Linked DNA regions of Gossypium hirsutum: region 1 is linked to region 2. Evidence: chromatin contacts called from public Hi-C data. All regions are on one chromosome and are shown on one strand. Each heading gives the region's core, a stretch centred on a gene start, on an enhancer-like site or on the middle of the called end of the contact. The rest is flanking DNA. Distances are from core to core; before and after follow the strand shown.

Region 1 (2,700 bases), core at 12-2,511, 37 kb before region 2:
CCTTAATTTAACTATTAAATGGCATGTAAAATGTCATGTGACATTTTAGAGGAAAGTAAAATGCTGTTGTATAAATTTTAAAATTAAAAACTAGAAATAAAGTAAAATCGAAAAAGAAGAGAAGAAACAATAATTTCTCTAAAAGCTACACTAAGAAGGTATTGAACCCTTTCTATCCTTGATGCGATACTCACAGGTTCAACTATCATATTTTTAAAGGAGGAATTGAACACCAAAGACCAATGTACCAATACTTATGCCCCTACAATTGCATTTAATGCTCGAATTAATGTCTCTAACGACTACAAATCATCAAGGGTATATAAATAGAGTTCAGGAACACTCAGAACAAAGATTAGAAACAAGCTTACAAAGTTTATTGTGCATAATTCTGATCTTTTTATTGTATTTCTCATATTTTCTCATGCACCCACATGTGTAATTATTTCTTTAAATCTTTCAAGTGATGTAAAATCATTTGAGTGGCCTATATTGTTGTAGATTAGTCTTTAAGTGGTATTCCTTGTTTATAATTTTTTTCTTATCTTAGTGAGGGTTTACTTAAGGTTTTCAGAAGAAAACCTTAAGGGGAAGCAACTCTATATTGCCTACTTAAAATATAGTGATTTTAAAGGTTAAACATTGTCCTTGAAATTTTCAAATTAGTGAATTTGGAATAATCTTTAGTTGTGGTAAGTTAAGGTAGTTGAGGTAAACAATAGGGGTCGAACCACTATAAATCCTTACGTTGATTTTCCTTTGCCATATTTCTTCCAAAATTTTAAAACATCAATCCATCCCTCCTCATGGTGTATATCTAACTTTTACCTTCGGCTTTGCATGACTGTCGCTACTCTAGGAACCTTCACTCTTGGTTCCTTCACTCTTATGTTTTCGACATTCTCTCTACTCCTTGCATTACAGCTTTGCACGAGTGGGGTCGAACTTCTTCTCGCTCAATTTCACATTCTCACTTGGTGCCTGATTGGTCTCTGCTACAGGACACATTCGAATAGCTCCCAAACTTAACGTTCATAGCTCCACGTCATGCGCATCATTTACCACTCAAATACTGCCAAGCCTACTTACTTGAAGCACTCGGTCACTTCCACTACCATCGGCTTCAGACTCTTCCAAGGTCTTCTCAATCCCAGATAACTTAGCCTTGGTGGGGCAATCACTTGCCCTATAGGGACCCTCATATAAGAGGACACTGAGTGGCTTTCTCTCACCCACCTCCTTTACGATCACATCGAGGCTCCGTTTGTCTCATCGGGGCATGGCTCACCTTGTCTCCTCATTCTACGAATCAACGCTATCATCTCCCTTAATCTTTTGCTTGTCACTATTCTTTTGGGACTCTACAATTTAAGAAATATATATAATAAAAAAAGAATCCAAAACCATGTTTCTTTCGTATTAAAAAAAATTGAAATCCATAAATTCTTGCCAGGGATTCTTACAGGCTTACTAACTAATTTGTTTGATTATCATATGACATGTGGAAAAGGTAGGGATATAGATGTCCTGTATAAAGAAGACAACACTCGCACAATTTTATTCTTTTAAAAAGGATAAGATTTGGGAGAATTTTTTGTCATCGAGAAACTATAACACTTGTTTTGCACAGCAATATATATATAGAAGGAAGCTTTGTACAACTTTTCCGAATGCCTTATTAAAAAGCATGGAATTAAATAGTGGACAATCAAAACCGAAGCAAGAACAACAAGTTGGCGTGCCATTTTTGTTTCAAATTGTGCCCGTTGAACCACTTAGAATATCGTTAGATACGCGGGTAATACACACGAGGTGTACAGAATTGTAATCCGTCAATTCTTGTACATGTATACTCATACGAGCGATAAACGATAAGCTCCTTCGAGCTGAATCACGGTAAGCTCATACGAGCTGAGTATCGGTATGCTCTTAAGAGCTGGAATTGGTAACCTTAATGACATGTCATTTGTATCCTACGAATTCTTAAGGTTCAAACGGGGCTCAGTATTCTTTGTACATCGTCGGTTATGCACTCGATAATTATACATAATAATTAAACCATTCACATACATATATTTCAATTAAAGCATATATATACAGAATTTAATTACATGGACTTACCTTGAATTCGTACGGAGAAAAAAGATCCTTTAATCGATAACTTTGTCCTTTCCCCGATCTAATTCCGTATGTTGATTTTCTTGATCTATATAATCAAATTTAACCAATTTAAACCTCACTCTATTCAATTCAATTCAAAATTCATGTTATGGAAAAATTACCATTTTGCCCCTATACTTTTAACTTCTTTACAATTTAGTACCTAGGCCCGTAAAATGAAATTCATGCAATTTCATCACTATATAAGCCTAGAAAAATTCTATATATGCTAATATCAGCTCATAAATTTCAAAATTTCACATATTTAACACATAATTTTTATATTTCTCAATTTAATCCCTATTTGGCAATTTCATTAGAAATCACTTAACAAAAGTTGTTTAATTAACAATAAGGATTCATTTTCTTCCATAAAACTTCAAGAACAACTATAAATCTCTCATGGAAAATCCCTATACTTTCAACCATATTGCAAATTATCCCCTATTTAGCTAGATTAAGCTACAACGATCCCGTAAACATAAAAATCAACAAAAACGAGACAAAGGATCACTTACATGTGAGGGACTTTATTTGAAA
Region 2 (2,700 bases), core at 90-2,589:
AATAATGGTTCTTCCTTCCAAAAAAAAAAAAGTGTTCCTAACCTTTTTTTACCTATTTTAAGTAAACATTTTTTATATATCTTCCATTGCATTCAACATCAATATTTTACCTTAAAAGGTAAAATGATTGAAGGATGTTTATGATATTTTTACCAAAAGATAGGGGGTAAAAAATAAAGTAAGTGAAATAATTGAAGGGTGTTTATAGTATTTTCACCAAATCATATAGGTCCAATTGCGAACTCCAAAAAAGGCAGCCCATTTTGAAATTATACAGCTGCCAGCCACCTTCAAATTGTTTAATTGCATTAACAGTTACTTTTCTTTTAGCACAAAAAAAATCATTATACTAATTGAAGTTTATTCTTATCTCCTTTAATTTTGTTGTTTTCTTTTTAACTATTAAAAGCAATTTGTTCTCTCTCTATTTAATATTATTGGAAGCTTATAATTCCACTTTATTTGGTCCTTTGACGGCATAGTATTATATTTGCATCCCATCTGACTATTTTAGAAAATCGAGGTAGAGAAAAGGTCTAATTTTTCCTCTAGTCCCTAACTCTTTGAATTTTTTAAATTTATTCTTTCTACTCTTAATTCCAAGAAGTTAATGTCTTTGGTTGTTTAATCTAAAATTGAAGTCGAAGGTTAACCAAGTTCTGTTAAATTTGAATAAAAATTATACTATAATAATGTCATTCATTATGTCACTTTCACACATTAATTGAGTCTCAACTTAGTTAGAAAATTATCAAAAACTTATTTTTTATAAAATAAATTATATTATTATCAAGATTTTTTATTTTATATTTTTCACTCACATCGTAAGTGTGTTGTACTCAAATCAAACAAGAAGTAATATGTTTTTAAAGTCCAAAAAGTACAAAGATGTATAAAACTCTAAAAGTTAAAATATGCTAAAGTATTTGAACTCTTCATAAATTCGGATTTAGTTCAATTACTTTTGTTTCTAAGAATTTACTCTTTTACTTTTCAGGTTTCAAAATTCAAGCTCATTACAATGTTATTTTTAGTTAAATTGCTACAAGTGAGTTTTTTTTTATTTCAAAATGTCACACTAACCAATTTAACAAAAAGAATTTAACAATATAAACAATTGGACCTGAATTTTGAAATGAAAGGGATTAAATCCCTAAAAATATAAGTATAAGGATTAAATTTCGAATTTGTGCAAAGTACAAATACCTATGACATAAGTTAACCAACTCTAAAACAACCAACTCTGACATGTTGCTTGTCAGCACATGGTGTAATGTGTAAAATATTTTAACCCAAAACCATTGTATCTATACTCATATTCATTATGAATTTATTGCTTCTAAGATTGATAAACAACAATGGTGGTTGCCTCAAAAAAAAAAAAAAGATTCGAGCTTGTCAAAGCCATGTGGTATAGAACTTAAAAGTATGTCAATTTTCTTGTCTAATTACCTAACCGTACAAACCTTTGTGATTCCTCGTTCAATAGTTTTCCTTTTTGGTCAAAACTTCAAACCGAATAAATCCTGTCACAAACGTGTTTGTTACAGTGTGTGAGCAGCATATACTTTTAGTCTCTTAAAACCCTTCGCATGTTTTTTTTTTTGTTGTTGTTCAAAATCTCTGCTTTTCTCATGTTATGGAAACCAACATGAAAAACCCAGTTTCTGGTTTTCTGGTTTCATTGATCTATGTTCTGTATTTTGCTCAGTTTTGTTGTGCTGTTGATACAATCAGACAAGGAGAAAGTGTTGCAGATGGCGGCGATAGTTTAGTGTCTGAAAATGAAACATTTGAACTAGGGTTTTTCAGTCCTGAAAACTCAACTTTCAGATATGTTGGAATTTGGTACAGGGTTGATGTGAAAACAGTTGTATGGGTTGCAAATAGAGACAACCCAATACCAACCAAGAATGGTGTTTTAAGGATTGGGGTTGATGGTAACTTAGTTGTTCTTAATGGGAACACTAATTTGGTTTGGTCATCTAATCTTACAGGTTTATCAAACAACACAGCAGCAATTCTCAGGGATACAGGCAATTTAGTGTTATCGAACACTGATACAAGTAAAGTTCATTGGCAAAGCTTTGAACATCCAACTGATACATTTTTGCCTGGTATGAGAGCACCAGTAAGTTCATTAATAGGTGAGTTTCATGTTTTTAGATCATGGAAATCAAGTAATGATCCTTCGTTAGGGAATTTCACTATGGGTGTTGATCCTAATGGTGGTCCACAAATTATTATATGGGATCAAAATAAGGGAAGAAGATGGAGAAGTGGGCAATGGAATTCAGTGATCTTTACAGGGATACCTAACATGAGTGATATTGCTAGTTTCTTGTATGGGTTTAAGTTATCACAACCTGATGAAAATAGGACACAATATTTCACATATGATCCTTCAAGCCCTTCCGATTTGTTGAGGTTTAGGTTAACTTGGGATGGAAGGGAACAACAATCGAGGTGGGACGATGATCGGAAAATGTGGACCGTTATGCAGACACAGCCGGATCCGGGTAATGTATGTGACCTGTATAACCATTGTGGTAACCATGCTACTTGTGATAACTTTGAAGCTGTGAAATGTAGTTGTATAGATGGGTTTAGGCCAAAGTCCCCAGATCAATGGAGTAAAGGGAATTGGTCGGGTGGTTGCGAACGGCGGATCGAATTGCAGTGCCAGAGGACTAATGGTAG

What was found. Hi-C and Micro-C count contacts between places; a contact is called where the count stands out from the background.
Region 1: a Hi-C map of hypocotyl shows a contact between it and region 2, with 3 times the contacts expected there. The contact joins the enhancer-like site here to the promoter of LOC107925254 in region 2. A contact is called at or near these places in 9 of 34 Hi-C or Micro-C datasets (callus, fibers, hypocotyl and 1 more).

What each region holds. Positions count from the first base shown.
Region 1 is chrA10:1,678,397-1,681,096 of Gossypium_hirsutum_v2.1, reverse strand. No RefSeq gene overlaps it. Among protein-coding and RNA genes, the nearest start is that of LOC121208543, 27 kb to the left of the region's middle. Within about 2 kb of position 1,261, at least 2 of the 9 cell types and tissues checked have an H3K27ac peak or open chromatin away from gene starts, as enhancers often do. A contact at or near this core is called in hypocotyl, where this site is marked.
Region 2 is chrA10:1,641,001-1,643,700 of Gossypium_hirsutum_v2.1, reverse strand. It overlaps LOC107925254, which reads left to right and starts at 1,339. Exons shown (of 14, transcript XM_016855897.2): 1 at 1,339-2,700. The coding sequence starts at 1,640.